3 separate regions of the Mus musculus genome follow, and all the other regions are linked to region 3. The links are chromatin contacts, called in public HiChIP or PLAC-seq and promoter capture Hi-C maps. All regions are on one chromosome and are shown on one strand. The core of a region is the stretch at or near the end of the contact, and the rest is flanking DNA. Distances in the headings are between cores, read along the strand shown. Region 1 holds the start of Ipo9 (importin 9). Region 2 holds the start of Atp2b4 (ATPase, Ca++ transporting, plasma membrane 4). Region 3 holds the start of Kdm5b (lysine (K)-specific demethylase 5B).

Region 1 (3,520 bases), core at 67-2,566, 870 kb before region 3:
GACCACTGACATCCACTTTGCCTTTGATGCTAATTCAGGTGCCAGACATTGACACAGACTGCAACTCCAGCTGCAGCAGGACCAGGAACCCAGACATGGCCCTTGGGGGCAGCTGGAGCCAGGACCTCAGCATGGCCTCCTCATATCCCCCTATTCTTCACTGCCTTCAAGTCCCTAGTTCCACCTTTCTCCACAGTATATGAACCCTTCAGCTTGGTTTCCTCCTCCATCTCCACCACACTCCCCATCTTTCCCATCTCCCCATCACACATTCATCCATCGTAGTGGTAGCCACGGCAGGTGCTTGGGTGTCTTTCATCCGGCCTCCCCCAACACTTTTTAAAAAATTAAGTAATGCTATATATTTGCAGGATTCACTCATAGTAGTCACACTCATAGAATCACTCTAGAGCCATGTGTGGTGGCACATACCTGCAATCTCTGCAATGGGGGAGGTGAAAACAGAAAGATCAAGATAAGGGAGTTCAAGGCCAGTGTGGGCTACAGAGCAAGTTTGAGGCTAGTCTGGGCCACATATGACCTTGTCTCAAAACAAGATAACGACAAATAGGTAGATAATATTTTTTTTAAAAAAATCATTCTAGAAAAATGCTCCTTCGCCTGTAGGTAGTCTCCCCTGGACAGCCCTTTTTGACATTGGGTTCATCTAAGCTAAAAAGCTAGAAGACTGGATTTTTCTAAAGCAACCACTCCCCACTGCCAATTTCACTTCAGTTTTTCTGCGTGTCTCCTTTTCCCTGTCCGCTCCCCAGCATCTTAGGATCTCTAAAGCTAAACTGTAAACGGAGCCAACTGAATAACTGCTGTTTTTAGTTGAGGGGAGGGGTGTTAGTTTTAAAAAGATGCTATTCTGACCCCCTTCCTTAAGGCCCGACCTCTGTCCTAACTCATCTTAAATCTGGGCCTAGAATCATGCAGGTAGAGAGCGGTGATGGGCGAGGCGAGGGAGGGCATCTACAATCCCACTACAATCCACAGCAGACAAGGTGCAGGGCCTTCTGTGCTCACGCCCTCGGGATTAGCTTTCTTGCTCCCTTGCCATCAGGGCCTTGCCATCAAAGGTTACGCGCCTTTATTCCAAGCGCGTTTTCTAACAGCGCGTGCGACTTCAGGACTACAAACCGTTATGAGAATTCTGTGTGTGCATAGACGCCCAAAGCTTTCCTGGCCCGCGAATCGCGGTTCGGTTCCGGCAGCAGAAGGCGCTGTCTCCCGAGGCTGCGCTCTATCCCCGCCCCCCGCCCGCTCCCGCGTACTTAGGTGCGCAGGCGCGGCTTCGCGGATTGGCCGTACGCGGGAGCCGTCATTCGGTGGCGGGTCCCGGCCGCGGGGCTGGCGGGCTGAGGGGAGGAAAGATGGCGGCAGCGGCGGCAGCTGGTGCGGCTTCTGGGCTGCCGGGTCCAGTGGCACAGGGATTGAAGGAGGCGTTGGTGGATACCCTCACCGGAATCCTGTCCCCGGTGCAGGAGGTGCGGGCGGCTGCAGAGGAGCAGATTAAGGTGCTGGAGGTGACAGAGGGTGAGTGAGGCGGGACCGTCACGAGGATGGTTCGGACCAGGGCCGGCCGCACAGTCCGCTGACCGTAGGGATTTGGGGATCTTGAGCCAGCGGAGAGGTGGGCGTCAGGAGTGGATTAGGAAACGTGGGGGTGGGGGTGCCGCTGGTGGCTGGGAAAGTCCTAGAAGAAGGGTGGCGCGTCTGAAAGGAAAGGGTCGGGGGAGGTGGAGCCTTAGCGGGGATGGGGTGGGGGAAGACTTGAAAAGATAGATAGATAGTGGCGGGGTTCTGCCGAGGACAGAAATGAAGTTCGACGTGGTGCTGGCGGTGTCGCGCAATCTAGATGATCTCTGAGCCCAAGACAAGGTCTTTTTGCCGTTTTCTTCACCAGCTCTGTTGTAGTGGGATCAGGGAAGGGAGCTAGAGAAGAGCCAGAAGTAAGGCCCTTAAGGAGGCGGCCACCATCGAACAAGTTTCAGCATCAGAGTTTTAAATCTGGCTGGTTGTTCAGACACATCACGTTTTCCTAGAAATCAACTCAATCCGATGCATACGACGCTTCACTTTCCGACCATGCTTCCCGTTTGTTTTTTGTTTTTTAAAGACTTAATGGCAATTATTAAATTACTGTGCATTTCTATGTACAGGAACCGATCTTCCTTTGTTTTAGATTCTTTGTTCTCATCCTCCCGTTATGTTCTTTAACGTGTTAGAGAAGAAACTATTAGCTTGACGTTTTCTTTTAATTTCCTGTTTAGTGGGCTTTCAGCGGGCCTGTTTTCACAAAGAACAGAAAAAAGGGTCAAGTCTCCTTGGTCTTTATGTAAGAAACGTACCTGATTCGGAATTCCAGATCCTCGGAATCCCCAAGCTCAAGGGAATATTTCCACTGCTCCTTAAACTTAGGCTTCCTCAGAAATATGGGAGATTGTTTCCATATTTGACCAACCACCCTCAAAGCCTTGAGTTAATACTCCTGCAGGACTTTTTATTGAAAAGAAGTGGATGTGGTGGGGGAACCTCCCTTGAATTTAGTTTTTATATCCTCTAATATGACCAACTATTGAAGGCAAGTTTCCTTCTGTTGGGACTATTGGGATTTAATAGGTTAGAGACTATTTTGAAAGGCCAGGTGTAGTTTTATAACATTACCAGACTCTTAAGAGAGGGAACCGTGAATGGAAGAAAGCTATTGGAACGAAGCACATAACTAACTTGTCCTGAGGTTTCTAGGTCAAATTCCTTGACTTTACAGTTCATGCCTCTGCCTCCCTCGGTATAAAGAAAGAACGCTGATGGGCAGAAACCTTACTAAGTTTAACTTGTTACTTGCATTTAGTTGCTGGGCTGATGCAAACCGATCCTTAATTAAACCTCCCATGAATGATACCCAGTGTTTGAGCTAATCCCAAATGTATGGCTGTCACCTTAACTGTGAAAGGCCGGCTTATGTTTAGACTGTACAATAGTTCTAGTCTTACTCTGATTTCTTCTTCAACTCATAGCCAGATGCTATGGCCTCATCTAGGGCACAGCCACCTATACCGTCCTTGAGATCGTTTTGAAGTTCTTGTCACCTACTCTTGTTACCTTTTGGGATCTTGAAATCAAAAGTACAGAATTTCGATCTGATCACTGATGAGTAAATTGATAAAGGCCACCTCAGTTCTCCCTCCTGTCCCCATAACCTACTGATAATGTGTGAGTGGCCTGCTGAGAGGCAGGGGCAAGCTCTGATACAGTAACAGGAATGGCGGCTGGTAGTGAGGTATATGACTCAAGTACAGAATGTGGTTACAGAGGTGGATCAAGTCTGGAGTTGAATATAGTAATATTGGCTTTAAAATAGTCTTCAGTGGCTTTAAAATAGTCTTGTCCCCTTCTATACCTGTTTTTATTTAGAGGATAGTGGTTCATTCCTTAAGAGTCTTTTCCGGGAGGGGTCTTTAACAGTAATCTCTCCCATTGGGTCCTGAGCATCTCCAATTTTACATACTGGCTA
Region 2 (3,382 bases), core at 442-2,941, 810 kb after region 3:
CAATGAGAGACCCTAGCCCAAAGTTTACCTTTGACCTCTAAGCACATGTATACACATAAAAATGCACACATACCTGTGTGTGCATACAAGTGCGCATGCACAATAAACTAGGTATAGTAAGAAATTAACAAAAATAATTAGCAGAATAATTAAGCAATTATGATAGCATAGTTTGTGAATGTGTGCCCTCTTCTTGTACTCAAGTCTTCTTTCCACGGGATTTGAATAGGAGGGGACTGCTAGTGTGGGTCTTGCTCCTATGCCAGTCTTAATGAGGGAGTTACACCTACTGCCTCAGGGAACCTTCTCAGGATTCCCTGCTTGCTTAACTTGTTGTAAGTCGGGGTATTGGGGAGGTGGATGGAACATGCTGGCTGAGGGGCAGAAGTGGGATAACCTCCATTCCAGAGGAACCTGCCTGAAACAGGATTGGTTGAAATCAGTCAGGAGCTTTGGCCAGATGGGATTTCTGGAGAAAATAAATTGATAAAAAGAGCCAAGTTCTTCTCTGATGACTCAAGAGTTGTATTCACCTTCTAGAAGCAAAAAAAAAAAAAAAAAAAAAAAAAAAAAAAAAAAAAAAAAGCATTTGTTTATTACCTAGCCAATTGGAGTGCCTTGCCAGACCCTGGCAGCATCGACCAATTGCAGGGTGGTTATTTCACCAGAATGGGGCCCTACATACTTGAGCCTCTCCTATCGGAGGAGCTGATATATAACATGTAGCCAGCCCTTGTCTGCAGCTGAGCATAGGGCTCAGCTCAGTCTCTAAGCCACCTTCAGCCCCTCTCATCCCCACATACCCTTAGCTGTGCCTGCACACCCTAGCCAGTATGTGCTCCAGCTAACGTCTATCTTGCTGAGGGAAAAATGCCTACCTTTCTCTGATGTGTCACTATGCTAACATGAGCCCCTCTGGTTGCTCCCTTACCCTGAGGACAGTGTTGGGACCTGTCTATGGGCTGAACAGACTGTTCTCTTATCTCTCCTACACTGGAAAAACTTGAACACTCACTATCTTTCTTCCCAGAGCTCCACCTGGCCCTTATAGAAAAACTGAATCCACCCTGTGTCATAAACTGTTAGCGTGTTTCACTCTTTTCTTACCAGGAAAAGCCTCTGCGAGGGCTTAGCCTTGAGACCAAAATTTGGTGCCAGATAACTGCTGTAGGTTTCCAAATTTTCATACCACTGAAGGCTGAGTGTTCTAAGAGACCTTTTATCAGCCTGTCTTTCTGGATTGTAAATGTCTGTGTTGGGAGTAGAAGGTGCACAAGCAAGCCATGTTTCAGCCCCCTTGGGTCTAGATTCCTTTTCTGATTCTTCTCACATCTTACAGGTAAGGCCAGACTAATGTATCCTATAGGTCAGTCAGCCCATGAAGGGGAGGAGCATTAGAGGTTATAACCTTTTATATGCGAGTTCCTTGAGTTATTTTGTGTGCCTTGATTTGGAAGAAATAAGGCTTAAAGATGATGTTTCTGAGATAAATCCTCTACATTCCCAGCCAGCAGGCCTACCCAGGGCTTCCCATGAGCCTGGATACTGAGCTCAGGCCTCAGTTCTCAGTTCCGTTCAGCCACCAACTGTCATTTAAACCCTTCTTCTCGAGAGTACCTTGCAGATCCTGGATCCTCATGGCTGTTCTAATTGTTCCTTTTTGTCTTTTTTTTGCATCTCTATTCCAGAGGCCTAGCCCTCATCGTTATCCAGGGAGCCCTCCTCTTTTTCCTGACGCCAGCCTACCATCGTAATTGCTGATTGTTGCTAAGGTTGCTTCCATGGTAACATGCTTATCCTGTTTACACTTCTATATGGACAAGAAGTCTAAACTAGGAACCTACCTACTCTGGACAACCATTCCCATCTCCACCCAGAGGACACCAATCATCGTGACACCACGTCCATCTTTTACTAAGTTCCCCCAACCTCTTCCTCTTCTCACTAGTAGACTTAATACAGAAGCAAGGATCTAGGCCGGGTGTTGCTACTCTGAAACTTATTGCACGAGATATTGTCAATTTATCCCCTAACTGACCTCCCAGAGAAGAAAGAAGTGGGAAGAAACGGCGAATAGAAGGCAAGAGACACTGATCAGTTAGAGGGGAAACTCTACATCTTCTCTGGTTGAGAGTCTGGTAACTGAAGAAGGCAAAATGACGAATCCACCAGGACAAAGCGTGTCAGCCAACACAGTGGCTGAGAGCCATGAAGGGGAGTTTGGCTGCACCTTAATGGACCTGCGAAAGCTCATGGAGCTTCGTGGAGCTGATGCAGTGGCCCAGATCAGTGCCCACTACGGAGGGGTACAGGAAATCTGCACTAGACTGAAAACCTCCCCTATAGAAGGTAAAGGCCATTTCAAGGGTTGGGGATTGGGGGCAGTGAGTAGGATTTTGAAATATTTTTGTCTAGCTTCTAGGGAAAGTCCGGTTCTGGAGATCCAATAAGTTGTGTCTGGTCTGGTGGGGAGAGCACAGACCTCTAAAGCCGAGGTGGCCACTGAGGGAGGGCATGAAGAGCTTTCCTCCTCTACCACGTTTAGGAACTGTGATCTCTGAGTCATTCTCTCCTCCTACTTCTGTGTCGGTCCATCGTATGGAGGGTCCTTATTTATTATGTAGATGCACTTATCAGTATAGTCAATGTCCTCACTTAATTAGATTTTGATTACAGAAGAGCTTAAGATGGACATCTTCCTCACACTGATCTTAAAGCTCAATGGATGAGAAAAGACGACAGGAAGTAGTATTCCAGCCATCTGAGTACCTTACTGTACACAGAAATGGGTTGGCATATCATAAATATGTATTTGGATAAATTAATATTTTCTGTCTTGGAGTTTCTGATTTTTTTTAACCCTGTCTAATAAAAATTTTTCCCCACCATGTAGGGTCCAAACCCAGGGCTTTGTACAGCGCCCCGACATTAATCTGTAGCCTCAGCCCACTGTTTTGCTTTTTAATTTAAGACAGATTCTCAGTACATTGCCCAGAGTGGACTTGAGCTCACTCTACAGTACAGGCAGGATGTCAGGTTATGATGTTACAGGCCAGGCATATATCTTATAAGCTCTGAGTTCAGGTATTTGAAATAATGTTTATAGCTAGCCTGTAGAGTTACTGGGATTAAGTAGTACAGTGCATATGCACACATGTGTGTTTGTGTGTGCATGTGAGAACTGATAATAGGTGTTGAATAAACTGAATATAGGCCATATGCCTGGAGATTTTCCTAGGGTGTGAATGCCCATGAGTTTCAAAGAAACATAATCTCTACTCTGGTTAAGGTATGTGTGACTGCAGCTGCTGTCTGTTCCCTGTGCTCCCTGTCATCTCTGAGGCCTGATTTTAGGGTGACAGTGCTTAGTTGCTCACAGTCA
Region 3 (3,409 bases), core at 857-3,356:
AATGCAAGCATGCAACAGTCACATTCATCTTTCCTGGTACATTAAGATAAAGCTAAATCGCTCAATGTTTGAAACGTGGTCCACATTTCAGAATCAAAACCCTAGGTCTAACCAGGCAAGGGTGTAACTTCTGCAGGCCTCTACAGTAAAAGAAACCTTCCATCGCCTCTGTCCATTTCACCAGAAGAAATGAATCTATTTCCAAACATTTCCCCCCATACTAGCTGACCTGGCCAGTTATTTTCTGAGGCATTTCATTTCTGCTTTCAAAGTTGTCCAAGAGCAACTAAAATATGGTATCTGTGTTTTAATTTTTCTTTCGTGGGGGTAGTGAAAGGATAAGGCTTTATTCAGGGATCTCTCGCAAACATCTTTTCTAGAACGTCTACGTACACAATCCCCTAAATCAAAATGCCATTACATAGAGCAAGTTTAAGGGAGAAAGGGGTAAAAGGCGTGGGGGGGGGTCTTTTTCACTTGAGAGCAGGGAAAGATAGAAAATTCTTAAACGGTAGGCAAGGCAGTTAAACCTTTCCAACCGACCCGGCCGGTCCAACGGTCGTTTAGGCCAACTCAGACTCAGGTCATCCCAAAAGGTAGGCGAAAAACCTGGGGTGTCGCAGCGCATCCAGTTCCGGCTGCGGGGGGAGGGGGTACGGGGAGGGGGACGGGGACGGGGAAGGAGTGGGCCGGGCTCTCCGCGGACGTTGCAGCCGTTAGGGCCGTCTTGGGGACACCCCACCCCTCAGAGCCCCCCAAGCTCGAGGCGCTAGAGCCCCCGCCGGGAAGGCCGAGTAGGGAAAGCTAGGGACCAGGATGAAATCTCCAAGAGCTCGTCTGACATCTCCCCTACAAGCACAGCCTCTCCACCTCAGCCCCAGCCAGGCCTCCCCCCCCCCCCCGCGCCGGGAGCAAAGCAGTCCGGCCCCAAGTCCGTGTGGGAGCGTCCGCCAGGACCTGCGAGCATCAGGGCCCCCGCCGCTTGGCCTGCCCCCACCATCCTCAAAGTGTCGTCCCCCCACCCCGACCCTTGCACCCCCACCACCACTCAACCAGCCGCTCCAGACCGGCCCAGCGGCTCCTCCCCTCCCCCAGTAGCGCCGGCCGCCCCCTGGCCCAGCTCGCCCTGGGGACTCCCAGAGGCCGAGGGACCAGGTGGTGGTGGGGGACCCGGGTCCGGAGGGTGGGGCGCTCAGGTGAGGGCAGCTTCGGGCCGACGCCGCCACCACACAAAGGACCAGGGGCTCCCGCCGCCATATTGAAAACTTTCCTCCTCACACGACAACTCGCAAGTCCCCCACCCCCACCCATCACACACCCCCGCACCCCGAGAAGGAGGCGAGGACCAGCCACGGAGCCGTGCGGGCCCAGAGCCCTGCCTCCGCGCCCGCGTCTCAGCCGGGCTCGGGAGGACTCCCCAGCGACCACCCCGGCGGCTGCCAACCACTCCAGCCCGCACCGCTGCCGGGCGGTGCAGCGCACCAGCCCCCGGAGCCGCACCGACCTAGCCCCCTCCGGCCGCCCCGCCGGAGCCCGCGGTCCTCACGGCCCACATCCCACCCGGGACGGGGGCCCCCGCGCCTTCCTCCCACCGCCGCATCTCCGACCCTCGGAGCCACCCCAAACTTGACCGGGCCCGCGGGACGACCGCTCCCCGCCCCCGCGCCTCCGGCCTCCCGGGCCGCGCGTCCTCGCTCCCTCCCCCAGCCGCGAGCAGGATCCGGGGTGCTGGCTGACTCACCGGCGGCGGCCGCACCTTACAGATCCCAGTCTGCTCGGCTATGGGCCGGATCTTGTGGATGAAAGCGAAGGGGTCCGCGAACTCTTCCCAGCTCGGCTCGAAGACCGGACACTCGGGGGGAGGCAGGAACTCTCCCAGCGGGCCCGGGCCCCCGAGGGGCAGCGCCGGGCGCGGGCCTGGGGGCAGCGTGGTGGCCGGCTCCATCACCGCGACCTGGGCAGGGGCGAGCACAGGGCAGGCTCCGCAACCGCGGCAGCGAGCTCCGCTCCGTCCGAAACCCGTGCAGACGCACAGCTCGGGCGACAGGTCCGACTTCTACTAGCAACGGCAACACCTAGGGCTTTTTCAGCCTTCCTCCGACGACGTCTTGCCGCTACCCCACGCAGTGCTCCTCCGCCGCCACGGCGAGGAAAAAAGTCCCTGCTGCCACCCCGAGCCAGGTCTCGCCCCGCCCCCTAGCCGGGAGGGGCAGGGGCCTTCCGCCTGGGATGTTTATCCTTAATGCTTCAGTTAACCTCTGAAGTTTCAGAATTCTTCCTCTCAAGAAGTTAACAGTCTAGTAGGGAGAACAGAGTTACAATCCATCAATCACGTCATATATTTTGGCACGAAAGATTTGCTTAGTAAAACCCGAGAAGCAGAGTACTGAAATTGGAGGATTCTCCAGGTAGAGAAAACACCTTGAACACAAGGAGCAGCAAGGACAGACACATAGAGTAATGAGGAGAGCAATAACTCTTCGAGCACTTGCTTATCCTAGACACTGTGTAAAGTGCAAGTGCTTTTCGGGATTGTTTAGTCTGTGAGGGGATTAAGCATTTGACCAAATCCAACAGTTCAGTCTATTTACTGGAAAGTAGGGTTGTTGCACAGAAATCTACACATATACAAGGTTGGACTTGAGCAAAAGCATCTTGAAATAATCCAATCAAGGAATGATGGGGCCTAAATAAATTCAGCAGCGCTATAGGTTAAAGTGAAATTGTAGGAAATAAAAGTTAGACTAGGACGGGACCAGAAGAATAGCGTACTAAGGGTCTGACAGATGGCATCCCTGGGACAAGCATCCATGAGCATGTTCTAGGGAAGATGTATTCACCCCTGAACAGGCTGAGCCTGAGATGTCTCTGCTACAAAGATTTTCAACAGGCTAAAAGGTACAACAGGTCTGAAGGAAAGAAAGAGATCAGAGTGTTTCAGAGGAAGCAATGGAAGAGCTGAGAGGTTAAGTAACCATGAAATCCAAAGATGGGGGATGGCCCCAGAAAAAGTCAGGTCATAAGTAGAACTTGAACACAAACATAATTTCTTTTTTTTTTTTTTTGTTTTGTTTTTTCGAGACAGGGTTTCTCTGTATAGTCTTGGCTGTCCTGGAACTCACTTTGTAGACCAGGCTGGCCTCGAACTCAGAGATCCACCTGCCTCTGCCTCCCAAGTGCTGGGATTAAAGGCGTGTGCCACCACCGCCCGGCGATTTCTTTAATCTAGAAAGCAACCAAACTCGTGGAAAGACTGCCTGCCACTGTATAAGGAAGGATCAGTGGCTCCACAGCCCTCCCTTCAGAATAGACCATCACTCAGCCTCTGGGTTTAGATTTTAATAGGACTAATGTGACCTAGGCTGGCCTGGAACTCTCTACATAGCCAAAGATGACTCTGATCTCCTGA

Evidence for each region. Promoter capture Hi-C pulls out the DNA fragments that hold promoters and counts their contacts. HiChIP or PLAC-seq counts read pairs in DNA pulled down with a chosen protein or histone mark.
Region 1: a promoter capture Hi-C map of liver shows a contact between it and region 3, with 2.8 times the contacts expected there. The contact joins the promoter of Ipo9 here to the promoter of Kdm5b in region 3. A contact is called at or near these places in 3 of 39 promoter capture datasets (cranial neural crest, liver and pre-B cells) and 1 of 115 datasets of contacts at active chromatin or transcription factors (pancreatic cancer cells).
Region 2: a contact with region 3 is called in a FOXA1 HiChIP or PLAC-seq map of pancreatic cancer cells. The contact joins the promoter of Atp2b4 here to the promoter of Kdm5b in region 3. A contact is called at or near these places in 1 of 39 promoter capture datasets (fetal liver) and 1 of 115 datasets of contacts at active chromatin or transcription factors (pancreatic cancer cells).

The regions. Positions count from the first base shown.
Region 1 is chr1:135,428,287-135,431,806 of GRCm38.p6, reverse strand. It overlaps Ipo9 (importin 9), which reads left to right and starts at 1,316. Exons shown (of 24, transcript NM_153774.1): 1 at 1,316-1,539. The coding sequence starts at 1,377.
Region 2 is chr1:133,752,056-133,755,437 of GRCm38.p6, reverse strand. Atp2b4 (ATPase, Ca++ transporting, plasma membrane 4) reads left to right here and starts at 1,691. Exons shown (of 20, transcript NM_213616.4): 1 at 1,691-2,349. The coding sequence starts at 2,157.
Region 3 is chr1:134,558,875-134,562,283 of GRCm38.p6, reverse strand. Kdm5b (lysine (K)-specific demethylase 5B) reads right to left here and starts at 2,106. Exons shown (of 27, transcript NM_152895.2): 1 at 1,742-2,106. The coding sequence starts at 1,945. It also overlaps a transcript of Mgat4e not described here.